Linked DNA regions of Mus musculus: all the other regions are linked to region 1. The links are chromatin contacts, called in public promoter capture Hi-C maps. All regions are on one chromosome and are shown on one strand. The core of a region is the stretch at or near the end of the contact, and the rest is flanking DNA. Distances in the headings are between cores, read along the strand shown.

Evidence for each region. Promoter capture Hi-C pulls out the DNA fragments that hold promoters and counts their contacts.
Region 2: a contact with region 1 is called in a promoter capture Hi-C map of erythroid cells, with 12 times the contacts expected there. The contact joins the promoter of Sacm1l here to the promoter of Ctnnb1 in region 1. A contact is called at or near these places in 1 of 39 promoter capture datasets (erythroid cells) and 1 of 484 Hi-C or Micro-C datasets (neutrophils).
Region 3: a contact with region 1 is called in a promoter capture Hi-C map of erythroid cells, with 17 times the contacts expected there. The contact joins the promoter of Lars2 here to the promoter of Ctnnb1 in region 1. A contact is called at or near these places in 2 of 39 promoter capture datasets (erythroid cells and pre-B cells).
Region 4: a contact with region 1 is called in a promoter capture Hi-C map of pre-B cells, with 2.5 times the contacts expected there. The contact joins the promoter of Zdhhc3 here to the promoter of Ctnnb1 in region 1. A contact is called at or near these places in 2 of 39 promoter capture datasets (erythroid cells and pre-B cells).
Region 5: a promoter capture Hi-C map of erythroid cells shows a contact between it and region 1, with 10 times the contacts expected there. The contact joins the promoter of Kif15 here to the promoter of Ctnnb1 in region 1. A contact is called at or near these places in 2 of 39 promoter capture datasets (erythroid cells and liver).

Annotation. Positions count from the first base shown.
Region 1 is chr9:120,932,131-120,934,658 of GRCm38.p6, forward strand. It overlaps Ctnnb1 (catenin (cadherin associated protein), beta 1), which reads left to right and starts at 1,270. Exons shown (of 15, transcript NM_007614.3): 1 at 1,270-1,508.
Region 2 is chr9:123,528,495-123,531,022 of GRCm38.p6, forward strand. Sacm1l (SAC1 suppressor of actin mutations 1-like (yeast)) reads left to right here and starts at 1,259. Exons shown (of 20, transcript NM_030692.5): 1 at 1,259-1,427. The coding sequence starts at 1,396. n-TRacg2 (a tRNA gene) reads right to left here and starts at 1,003; the gene lies at 931-1,003.
Region 3 is chr9:123,365,659-123,368,186 of GRCm38.p6, forward strand. Lars2 (leucyl-tRNA synthetase, mitochondrial) reads left to right here and starts at 1,269. Exons shown (of 21, transcript NM_153168.3): 1 at 1,269-1,449.
Region 4 is chr9:123,111,937-123,114,464 of GRCm38.p6, forward strand. It overlaps Zdhhc3 (zinc finger, DHHC domain containing 3), which reads right to left and starts at 1,258. Exons shown (of 7, transcript NM_001372538.1): 1 at 1,060-1,258. Exosc7 (exosome component 7) reads left to right here and starts at 1,295. Exons shown (of 8, transcript NM_001081188.1): 1 at 1,295-1,386. The coding sequence starts at 1,330.
Region 5 is chr9:122,949,815-122,952,342 of GRCm38.p6, forward strand. Kif15 (kinesin family member 15) reads left to right here and starts at 1,267. Exons shown (of 35, transcript NM_010620.1): 1 at 1,267-1,338. The coding sequence starts at 1,320. It overlaps 1110059G10Rik (RIKEN cDNA 1110059G10 gene), which reads right to left and starts at 1,186. Exons shown (of 3, transcript NM_025419.4): 1 at 991-1,186. The coding sequence starts at 1,098.

The sequences.
Region 1 (2,528 bases), core at 20-2,519:
AAAAGAAAAAGAAAAGAAAAGAAAGGAAACCCCGGACAGAGGTGAAGTCAGCTATCTAATTTTAAACGAATCGACCAAATATTCTTTAACTCTGCATGTGACAATTAAAATTAGGGGTTGGTAGCTGCAACCACCACTGGTAGGGCTTTGGTAAAATACCTTTTCCTGCTCTATCTCTCTGAGTTATGGCAGGCCAAGTCAGCCCCAGCCAGCAGCAGAGTTTACTCTCCGGAAATCCGAGCAGAGCTGCAGAGGGGAAAGGTCTAGACAAAGGCCCTCACTGAGCAGCTCCAGCATGGTGGACTGTGGTGGTTCACAGAGTTACGGTGATATGTCTTTAAGATAGAAAATTGAGTCATTTAAAAACTAAGCTGGCCCTACAGCACCGGCCCTGCCTCAGTGATGCATGGGCTTCCTGCCAGTACCTGTACATAAGGACCTATTGTTTACTTGCGTTAATTACAGCGCTGGGATGAAAGAAGGCAGTGGGGCAACTTTCCCTGTTGCCATTGTTTGGGAAGAGACGTGAGCTCAGAATAATAGGCTGGAGACAGCCAATTCACCCCAACTGCTCCAGTTTTGACAAGTGCCAATCGTGAAGGACAACAATGGGGCCATTTCCAAGAGAAGATCCAACTTCACCCTATTGTCATGATTTGGGGGGGGGGGAGCTCTCGAAGGATACAAAATTAGTTTTGAAAATTTAAGAGGTTACCCACAGGTCCTCTCAGCAACACACTCGAGTTTCTCAAACAATACAGAAAAATCGCTGTCCTTGGTCCCCACGCCTGGTTCTACTGACCCAGTGAGTCTGGGTAAGATGGGGTTTCTAGGAATCACGCTGGTGAACGCAGTGGTGGAGCTGAATCACTTGTTAATAGATGTTCGCAGACACTCTTGGGGACTCCAAGGCCTCCTGGGGTGGGGAGGAAAGGTGGCTGGGCCCCAGGTTCCCTGTCCGGATTCCAGAGGCACAGCGGGAAGGGAAGCGGGACACTCCTGGGAGCGGTAAAGTGTGGTGGGGTCCAATGGTGGTTCAGGGGTGTGGCGGCCGGTGCACCGGTGATGGCAGCCTCGAACCTGCGCCGTCCGAGGCCGCACTCCACCCGGCCCGCGGCGGCGGCCCGCTCTCGATTCCTTTAGTTTCCAATGGAGCGGCGTCTGGACGCCCCGCCCCGGCTCGGCCCCTCCCGGCGGCGCACGCGCAGAGCGACTCGGACTGGCGGGGACTACTTTCCCCGGCCCGCCCGCGCCCCGCCCCTCGTCCTCGCGCGGCGGAACGCTCCGCGCGGAGCGGCAGCGGCAGGATACACGGTGCCGCGCCGCTTATAAATCGCTCCTTGTGCGGCGCCATCTTAAGCCCTCGCTCGGTGGCGGCCGCGTCAGCTCGTGTCCTGTGAAGCCCGCGGCCCGGGGAGGCGGAGACGGAGCACGGTGGGCGCCGAGCCGTCAGTGCAGGAGGCCGAGGCCGAGCGGGCGGCCGCGAGTGAGCAGCGCGCGGGCCTGAGGTGCGGCGCCGCGGCGGGCCGGCTCGCGCCGCGCCAGCGGGAAACTTCGCGGGCCGGGTGGCGGCGGGAGGCCGCGGGGACGCGCGGGCTGGGGCCGGGGCCGGGCGGGCGCGCGCCGGGAGCCCGGATGGACGGCTGGCCGCCGTGGGGGGTGGGGACCGCGGTTCGCGTCCGGGCTGGGGCCGCCGCGGGGGCGGGGTGGGCGGGGGCCTCGCCTCCGTGGCCCGCGGAGCCGGGGGGACGCGAGACCTGGCGCTCGTCCCCTCTGTCCCTCGTGGAGCACGCACAGACAAATTTTTTTTTCTCCCTGCAACGACCTGACTGTGAGTTTGAATCCAAACAACTTTAAGCCGTGGAGTCGCCAAACTTGGATGCAGCGGGCGGGATGCGTCAGGAGCGTGTTCTCGGAGGGTGGCTTCTTGGACTCGCGTGGGGTTGGTGGCTGCGGGGCCGAGGTCCTGGCGGGAATTTGGGACCGTGGACGAGTCACCGGCCACTCCTGGTGTTGGAGGCGGGGGGGGGGGGAGGTGCGCGGGATCCGAAACCTGGGCTTGGGGGAGGGGGACTTGCCCTTAGCCAGTAAGTGTGGGGTCCGCTCCAAGTGTTTCTCCCCAGCGCGTTTGCTTTCTGAGCGAGACGGAGTGGCCGGAGCGCGGACCGCCAGGGCGTGGGAGCCTGGCGACTTGTTCTGAGTGTTGTTTGGGGGACCAGACTTGGAACCGACGCTCCCAAGTTCGGTACCCCAGGCCCGCTCCGGTGAGCCCGCTGGCTGCGGGGCAGCTTTGTCTCGGGCTCGGGTCTCCAGACATCTGTGGGCTCCCCTCCCCCGCGCCCCCCGCAGCCCCCCTCCCGGGGCCTGAGCTCTGAATGGAGAGCGGCTGGGCTGCTGGTATGCGGAGGTCGGCGAGAGGAAATCGAGGAGTGGTTTTAGTGAAACGAGAGCTTTGTGCCATGAATAATGGTGGCTTAGACCAGACAGCAAGCTGAGGAGACGGCAGCTTTGCCTTTGATAAAGTCTGC
Region 2 (2,528 bases), core at 9-2,508, 2.6 Mb after region 1:
GGCAGGGATCTCTGAGTTGGAGGCCAGCCTGGTTACAGAGCAAGTTCCAGGACAGTCAAAACTACACAGGGAAACCCGGTCTCGAGAAACAACCCACTATAACTTCATTAAAAGCAAACTAAATCCTCAGAAGTGTAGAAGCCTGGTATGGTATCTTGTACCTTAAATTCCAGTACTCTGGAAAGCAAAGGCAGCCATTTGGCCTGGTCTATATCCAGCAGTATGGACTGCAGGAGTGAGCCACACCCCTTGGTCCTTGGTCTAATTCTGCCCCAATAATTTCCTTTATCTGATACAGTTTTAATAAACTCCTGGGGAGTGGGGTATGTTTTCTAGGACAACTTAATCATGGAGTGACTGGTTAATGAATAGGCTGAGCCCTGCTCCCGATCCACCTTCGTCACATCTGTTTCTGGCTATCTCAGGTCTTACGTAAAATGTTCATGTACTCGTTTTTCTGGGCCTCTTACTGCGAAATCCCCGAATTTTTAAGGTTTCCTTGTGCAGTGGAGGCTAGGTCGGCTTTGCAAGCGGAGCTAGCCAAGGCCGCTGTACCAATCATGAAGAGCAGAAGCTACGCCCTTCTCATGTCAGTGCCGTCTGTGTTCTACCAGCTAGGAGCTTTCGGTGAGATTTTTCCGTCATCGGGTGGGAAGACATTGGCCACGCATGTCCCTGTCCCTGATTGCAAACCTCCACTCTCAAGAGTGTTTTCGTAAGAGTACATTTCCAGACTCCTGCGCAATTTTAAGAACAGGGGAGCTAGGAAACTTGCAAACCGTTTTAGGTAACTCCGGGTTTCAAATACAGCCAAGAAGGTATTATTTTTTCGCAAAGCAACATTAAAACGTAAGACATTTGACCTTGACAATCTAGCTATGATCCTTTTCAAGCAGGCCTTCCAAGGTTCAGGAAAAAGATCGCACACGTCGAGCCAGCCAGGAGTCGAACCTAGAATCTTCTGATCCGTAGTCAGACGCGTTATCCATTGCGCCACTGGCCCGGTGCTGAGGAGGCCTCCTCCACGATAAGTGATCTCCAATTACACAGCTTCACTATGCTTCCTGCTTCTAACCTCAGTCTGGTCGGTTTGTTGAATGTCGCGACTCAGTGCAAAGCTACCGGGACTCCGCCTTTCTCTGCAACGCGTTACACCAATCCCCAGAGGCGACGTCACGGCGTTCTTTGGTCCGCTCCAATCCGCGCATCGGAGGCGTGCCTCGCAGCTCACTGGTTTGTCCGCCGCCGGCTCCCGTGCTCGCCCGAGAGGCGGACCCGGGAGGGGGTGGGGCCAGGCCGAGGCTCCTTGACCACCGCGCCTGGGGAGCGGTCGCCGCGGAGCCGGGGTGGCAGCGGGCTACACTGCGGGTGGAGCGAAGAGGAGGAAGCTGCACGATGGCGGCCGCAGCCTACGAGCATCTGAAGCTGTGAGTCCCGCGGGCTGCGGCCGCTGACAGGAAGGGCGGAGGGGCGAGCGGGCGCCGAGGCCCGGGAGTGTGCGGCCCGCACCGGCCGAGCTCGCGGGCTGGGCTTTCCCCGTCCAGCCTGGCTGCAGCGTAGGCCAGTGTCCCGCAGCCTCGCCCGCCGCTGGACCTGGCGCGGTGAGCCGAGCCGCAGCCCGCAGCACCGGAGGCTGCAGCCAGCTTTCCCTGGGTGGCCTCCGGGAGAGGCCTTTTTCACCGGGCGTGCTCTGACGTCCGCCGGCAGAGCTAACCTTTCTCTTGGTTTCAGGCTTTCTGGGCCTGGGAGTCTCAATGACGGGTCCTTCTTAGGGCGCAGCAATAATTTAGTCAGATGTCCTAAGGGCCGGTCGAATTTACTGTGCTTATTCCAACAGACTGCGTCGACAGCTACAGTAGGCTCGCCTCTATTTTGGCGTAGCAATGTTGAGTTTTGGCAAAGCCAGGACTTGAGGTTTTGAGGCCCAGCCACTGGATGTTTAGAGGTGCAAAAAAAAAAAAAAATAGACATTTATAAGCTCTTTGGCTCGTCCTGGGTTAGAGGAGATGGGGGATAATTTCTCTTGTGTTACCCTCAGCACCTACACTCCTTGTTTGTGAATAACTTCGCCCTAACCGCTTTAATAATTTACCACGGTCTGGGAATGCCTTTAGTAGCAGAAGCAAATATAACTTTCGAAAAGCCAAGTTAAATTATCCTGTTAATTAGACATAGACATCCCAGTTCGTTTGCAGGAAACAAATGTAGTTTGGGTACGCCCAATGAATAACTGAAGGTGTAAAGTTATGAGTCCAGAATTTGGAGGGAGGCCATCTGCCCAACACTTTTCATGTTTTGCTGTGTTCACCCTTTATGCCTCTTCTGCTTGCTACATACAGTTCTCTTTGAAAAGCCCAGCGCCACCCTTCCTTCCACATTTCTTTTAATTAGTTTTCCTTTGTAAAGTGAATAATCACCTTATTGGTGACAGTTGAAGCAAAGTGTACTTACTGGTCTATGTCCGGCCCGAGTCACATGTCCTTTACTGGCAAATTAGGTTATTGTCCACCTGATAGTTGTTGAAGGGC
Region 3 (2,528 bases), core at 19-2,518, 2.4 Mb after region 1:
GTAAATGATAATCAAGCTACAATCTAGAAACAGAGAGGTTATGTAAAGAGGAGGGGTCTTGGGAGACATAGGAACCGACCTGGGAAGGTAGATTAGATTTTATGGGAGGATTGGGGGGGTGGGTGAGGATGGGAGGGGGTTGTGTGGGGGGAAAGAGTATGGGGAGAGTCAGCTGAAATTGAAGGAGGGCACTTCTGGGGGTGGGGGATGGGAAGCCAGTGCAGTGGAAACCTAGTGTGAACTGTATCAGGGCAATGGTGGCACAGAATTGGTTTCCAGGTGAGGTTTGATGCTGGTCTAGAACAACCTGGTGTTTTGAGCTTTAAATGATCAGGAGACTGTTTTTGTTGTCGTCGTTGAAGTCTTGGAAATGGACAAAAGCTTCCTATGTTTCCTGGGTGGCACACAGAATGAAGTTTTATTCTGTAGGAGTGTACACCCCTGCTGGTCTCCTTATGGACTGCATTGACCCATGTAAGGACAGAAACTAAGATGGAGATTATACATACAGTGACGGGATGGATTGTCTGTGAAGCTACAATTGATTTTAGCCCTGTAGGAAGAGATGGCACTCAGACATTGTTTCCCCCCTCCCCCCCCACCCCCCCGCTATTACTGGATAGCAACCATTTTGCACTATTTGCAAATCTCAGTACACTTCTCACATGTGGCCTTAAAAAGATTCTTCCTTTAAAAGATAGAGTGTAATTACACCATTGTTCCTTTGCAATTCCTTGATTTATTACAAGGCAAGAAGCTCTTGCTCCATGCAGTGCGTGCTGGGCGATGGGGCACATTAACCCCATAAGGAAGGAGGTCAGACAGCTTGTTTTCCTGTCAGTACATTTTGTTCCCCGCTCTACTCCGGGCTAGGTAATTCTCCTCCTGGGGCTAGAAGATCACCTGATATGATGGATGAAAAGTGCTTCAATCCTCACCAGGCCCATAATGGATCAAAAAGTCAGACAAGCCAGCCCAGTAGCAGCTTCTGTGACGCTGAGATTCAAACCCTGGCCTTGAACCACCCCAGAGCTCTTTTAACCACCTGTCACTTCATCCTTTAGCATCTCCCTCGTTTCTGTTCTAATTGTAAGACCGGGACAATCCGGTAAGCAGAATTTGTACCGATAGCAGGCGTAGAGGGCGAGGCCTGGGCGGGGTCAGCCCTGGGCGAGCAGCTTGGGGGCGGAGTCAGCGCTGTCTCTCCCGCATCTCGCCTTTCCCTCTTGGCTCCGCCTCTCCTGTCTGTGTCCGCGGCCTCCCCTTTCGATAAAGTTGTTGTTTTGCCAACATGGCGGCGCCCAGAGTGACTGGCTGGGTCTTGCTCGTGTAATGCTTGGGGAACGAGGCAGAAGGTAGCAGCTGGCCAGACAGAGCCTGAGCGCAGAAAGCCCCGCCTGGGGCTCAGGAAGACGAGAGACAAGCCCCGCTTAGCCCCCGGAGCTGAAGGTGCGGACAGGCTCGGGAGTCCCGGGACCTTGGAGTTTGACAAAATGGGAAAAGCTCCGAGATTCTAGTCTATAGGCTCTTTCAGCCATGGACCCTGTTGACAGCTCCGGACTCTTGCTCGGAGAACGCACATCTTCACATGGCTTTGTATTCGAATTCTCCTCTACTACTCACCTCCCCCCGGGTGCCTGGATCTTCTCTTCGGGGTTGGGGGTTTGGACCCAGAAAAGGACCATCAGTACTACATCTTTGGGGGACCCACAGTATTAATTAGGACCCGCAGGTCTTCACAAGTCGCCTGGATCTTAACAGGCTCACAGCTTACAGAGAAGGTGGAGTTCCAGATACGAAATAACTTGCCTGAGATCCTGCAGGAAATTAGAAGTAGCGTGTGTGTGTGTGTGTGTGTTTAACATTAGTATTTTACAAGACATGTCTGCTGACATTTGTGTTTTTAGAAGACATGTTTGTTGGGGTGAGGTGTGTGTTAACTTACTCGTTTTGTTTGTATCCACACCAACCTCTGCTAAAATGGCTGCTTTTGATGCCAGGAAGAGGCAATGCCTATTAAGACTTCAGTAGACAGGTACTTGAAATGGCCCAGAGCTGTGCCTAGTAAGTAAAAAAAGAACAGAAGATGGTTGAAATCTAAAAGTTCTGTAAATTCATAGGCATGAGCACAGACAATTTGTTCTTAGTCTCTTCCCCTAGTGGAGAGTCTGAGGGTGATCTTGGACCTATGCCTAAGGGTTTGGGGTTTATTTTTATTTTTTATTTTGCATTGCTCAGGATGGAACCAATGGCCTCAAACAGTGTCAGGGAATTACTCTACCACTAAGCTATATCTCCAGCCCCCACATTTACAGTATTTACTTGTTTTATTTTGTTTTTGGTGCTGGGTATTGAACTGATGTGCTGAGCATCTGTTTTATATATCTAGTCTTTGGATTTTCTTAACAAATCTGCTTTTGTTTTAAGACTTGTTTTTAATTGTGTGTGTGTGTGAGTGTGGGTGCCCATATAGGCCAGAGGCATCAGATCTTCCTGAAGCTGGAATCATAGGCATTGTGAGTCACCCA
Region 4 (2,528 bases), core at 8-2,507, 2.2 Mb after region 1:
TATAGCCAGGCACTTCCTGTTACTGTTGAAATCTCAGCGTAGTCAGTAATCCACTATGACAACTCTAATCACCATGCTCTGTGGCTATGCTCACAAGAGCCTTCCCTTCTACCCTGGAGGACTCTGGTTAGTGTTCTGTTTACTTACTTAGTTAGCACAAGAGAAAAAAAGCCTTTTTTCGACGAGTGGGGGCAGTGTCTTTGAGACAGGATCTCACTATGTGGCTCAGGCTGTCCTTGAACTCACAGTGTAGAACAGGCTGACCTCGAATTCAGAGATCCGCCTAGCTCTGTCTCCCAAACGCTGGGATTAAAGGCAAAGGGTGGCCAGCACCTTTTATTTCTTGATGATTAAGCTGAAGGGTTACTTTTGTTTAAAATAGAACACCAGGTAAGTCTCTACCAAGTCTCCCCTCATTTTCTCAGAGAGACCCTTTAAAACTTAGTTCATATCCCCTCTCTTCCTTAAAGGGCCCCTCACTATGACCCCAGCTTCACCTTGCAGGCATCCTTTCTGGATAACCTAGGTCCCATATCCTCCCAGGGTCGGTTTTCTTTCATGAAGTTATCCATCTTCCCCGGAGATCCCTTCCATCCAGGCATCCCGAAGTGCAAGACACTCTCCCTACTCTCTTTGGGACAATACTCCAGCAACCGCACGGGGCAAGGGTAACTTGCAAAGCTCTGGGCCATTATCTGATGATGGGCAGTAGGGGAGGAAAGGATGAGGGAAGACAGGACAGAGATCGATCCCTGGAATGGAAGGAGGGGTGAGAAAATTGAGAAGCTGGCGCCCCATTCCTGGTGCAGACCCTTCCCGACCAGTGACCTAATGAGGGATCCATGGTCTCTTTCCTTCAGCCATCCTAGGGACCAACTAGGAGGGGGTTGAGGAGATGGTCCCTCATGGGCAGCACGACTTCCGCCTTCCTGAAGTGTCTCACGTGCGCGCGCTCGGCTACTTCGACTCCGGCCCGAGCGCTCGGGTTGCGCGCTTCCCATCCAGTCCCGGCTGGGGCCCCGCGCCTCCCTCCTTCTGGGGCTTCCCCACTGCACTGACCGTCAATCTGGAGGCAGCTAGCAGTCCCGCGCCGCCTGCTGCTGCCCCGGGGCCCAGCCGCCAGCGTCCGCGATGGCACGGGCACCCGGCGCCACGGCTTGCCGGACTCGGCCTCACACGGGGCGGTGCGAAGGAGAAGCCCATGGAGCTCCAGGCGGTGGCGGCAGCCGCGGCTGCGGGAGCGGCCACCGCGCGGGCTGATGACGCGCAGGCGCGGTGGGGAGAGGCGCGAGCTGATGACACGCCAGCGCGCGCGGTGAGCTGAGCAGCATGGCGTCGGTGGCGCTAAGCGAGGCCGAGAAGGTCTACATCGTTCATGGAGTGCAGGTAGCGGTGGCGGCCGCGAGTGCAGGCCATATTGCGCAGGGAGGAGGTGCGGGGCGGCCACGTGGTCAGGACGGACGCCCGAGGCTTAGTGCTGCAGCGAGTGTGCGTCCTGTATGCCTAGATGTCCACAGCTCTCGGGATGGAGGAGATTCCTAGCTCATCAGGGAGCGGCGGGCGGGCAGTTCCCGAGGCTGCAGTTTAATGAAGGAATGTCCTTGTGGCCTCTGCACGACCTGAGAGTGCAGTGCCCGAGATCCTGTAATCAGAATAGCGGCACGTGAATGGACTCTGGTGACTTTGCACACAGAGGCCGTGTATCCGAGGGGGAAAAGGACTTTAAAATTCTGACAGCAAACACCACACGCCACACACCCCCTAAAAACAGGAAAGAAGGAAATGCATCGGTAATAGAGTGCGTGCTTAGCATGCTCCAGACCTTGGTGGCTGGCACCTGTAATCCCAGCAGCTGGGAAGTGGAGACAAGAGAATCAGGAGTTTAAGGCCAGACTGAGCTATAAAGACCCAATCTTAAGAGAAATCACGCTGACATATACACACACATGTCTTACAAATAGAGAAAAATAGGGAGTGTTTTTCTTTCTGGCGGTGCTGGAGGTTGAACCTCTTGGCCTTGTGCATGCTAGGCAGGCATTCTATCATGGAACCGCATTCTCAACCCTTTTGTTTTTTTGCTTTTTTTTTTTGAGGAGGAGAGCTTTATATCCAAGGCTGGTGTGTAACTCCTATCAGTCCTGCCTTGGCAGAAGGCATGCCTTTTCACCACCCGCTGAGAAGAATTTTTCAAAGCAGACTGGTAGTCTATGGTGTAATTGTTGATTTACCTGTTTTACTTGTGGGGCGCTTAGATCTTTGGGTAGCTACAATGACTACCGCGATCTGGGCTCAGTCCTGCTTTTGAACGTTCAAGAGAAGTGAAGAATGTTTCCTGGCAACCATAATCTAGTATTCTACAAGCCTTGTCCCTACAGTTGATCTTGTGATGTAGTCATCATAGTAAGGTGACCTGTTACCATTTAAACTACATAATGCAAGTGAAAGCATGTTCTTTTCTAAATCATATGACATACTGTTATTTTCTACTTCATATAGAGTAAGGAATGCCAAAATTCAGTCATTAGGTT
Region 5 (2,528 bases), core at 17-2,516, 2.0 Mb after region 1:
ACCACTGCCCAGCAGATACTATTAGCTGCTATTCAAGGACACACAAATAGTTATATAAAAGGTTTTGTACATAAACAATACTGTACATAATTGTTTAACTTTTGAAATTTATCAAACAGAAACCTAGTACTCACTGTACAAATGTAACAATTATATTTTGTCAGCTAAGTCAAAACATTTCTACTTTTTAACTAAGAAAGGTTTTGCATACTTTGAGATAAATACAGAATTATCTCATTTTTCAAGCAACTGTCTAATATTTAATTTTGGGCAGTCATCTTATGGGGAATACCCTGCATGACTTGGCCTTTGCCCACTACTATATTTTATCCCATGTAACTTTCACAGCTTCTAAGAGTCTAGACAACTAAGTTTGAGTACTCAACTGTCCATTATGTCTGTCTTTTTTTCTCAAACTGTGTCTAGGATGCTCCAGGCCATCTCTTACATAGCTAGCCCTCAAAACTAAAGAATCCCTAGATGCGCTTTTGAACACAACTGCATGTCCTCTTGTTTGACCTGTGCATAGCTTCTCGGCAGCAAGAACGCATTGTGTTTTCAATGTTACCTTCATTAGACAACCCCCTTTGAGAAGTACTGTTTCATTTCCCTATCTTGAGACACACAGCTTGGTAAACAGCAGGGGTTCTACTAGTCCTGGCTGATTCCTTCAAAGACTCCTGATTCGAGTCGTTTAATCAAGTGGCTTCGGTCTCCTTATCTGAAAAAGGGGACGACGCTGTCAATCACCTTGCTCAGGTAAAGTGAGATCCGCAAGTAAGAAAGGACAGAAAAGCTGTCTAGACTAGCTACTAGGGCTAGGTCGTTTTCAAGAATAGCACCCTGCAAGTAAGAATTCCTGGACCCGAGAGGCCAGACCTGGGGTCCGGCTGGTCGCGAGTGAGGGACCTGTCAGTTACGTCGGCACCGAGGAGCCGGAAGTGGGGTGGAGATAGAGGGTCTGACTCGGGGCGACTCCCGCGGCCTCACCTTGGTCTCTACGGTGGGCCCCTCCTTGTAGCCGACTCTCTCTTTGAAGCGGGACAGGAAGGCGGGCTCTGCGGGCCGCACATAGGACACTTGGTTCCGCTTGCTCATGGTAGTTCTGGTTCTGACCAACAATAAATAGCACTCGGCAGACTTGGCAGGGTACAAAGTGTCTGTCGCCCGCGCGGACTTCTGACGTAGACCGTGTTAGTGACGCCATCCGACCACGCCCAGGAGGCGTGGTCCGTTGGGGCGCCAAATTCAAATCTGCGGCCATCTTGAAGGGAGGATTCTGGTGGTCCTGGCGTAAGCGAATCTCGGACGGGGTCGCCATGGCCCCCGGCTGCAAATGTAAGTTGCGAGCCTGCCTGGTGAACTCATCGCCGCTGGCAGATGCCGGTGCTACGGGGCGTCACCTCTTAGGGCGCCCCGCGAGGGCGACGACGGCACACGCAGTGGGAACCCGAGTTCCTCACGGAGCGCGGGCGTCCCGCCTCGGCCACCCTACACCCGAGCGCTCTTCTCTGTGCATGGGACCCTGCTGTTTCCTTGCTGGCTTCTGGTGTCCTGAGGGCGGCCCTTGCGCTGCACTTGATGCTTGATTACCTATTTCTGCCTTTTTTGAAGGGAAGGGATTTGTGTTCCCTTCGGTGGCCTACCCTCAGAGGAGGGAACTTTAAAGCGAATTGCAACGGTCCCTTTACAACAGTTCCCATTCTTCATGCAAGACTTCATGAGTTCCTGAAACCAGAACTGTATCTTAGTACAGAACCCTATAGATAATGTGCTCTGTAAACTAAGTGTACTAAGATTAGCTAATACTAAAATACCTCAATTATAGTAATAGACAGTAATAGTTATTTGAAAGTAGTCTTTGCCTCAATTATAGTAATAGACAGTAATAGTTATTTGAAAGTAGTCTTTGACATAGTGTCTTATTATACCGGTCTTTTATCCTATGAGATTCTACGGTGTCTACTTGCTGAGAGAAATTCTGTAGACAGTATGACAGAGTTAGTATCCAAAAGTCACTTGAACACAAGCATTGTGATATAGCCACTTGATCTAATAACAAATGGCTGAGACTGTTAGGAGAGTAGTGTTTATAGTACCTGGCTAAAAAGAGTTGTGTAGCATGAGGCTTTATATTGAGACCTTGTTTAAAAAAAAAAAAAAAAAAAGGCTTAGAAATTGTTTCATTCTGAATTTTCTATTTAGTTGTTTTAGATTGTGATTGATGGCTGAGGAAAAAAACATAGAAAAAAGAAGTGCAGATTATGAGTAGACTAATATATATATTAATCTGTTTTCATCACAAAGAGATTGATTTAATCCCCCACTTCCAACGTATATGAGTGCCACCTCTTATATTGCCTATTATCTTTCTTAAATTATTTTTAATTATTGGTGTGTATGTGAGTGCACATGCATGTGTATATGTGTGCACAGCTGCGAGTGTAGTTTGTGTGTAGGTTGCTTGTGTGGGTGAAGATGGCCGTGGAGTGGTTGGATACTCTAGAGCTAGCATTATGAGTGGTTGT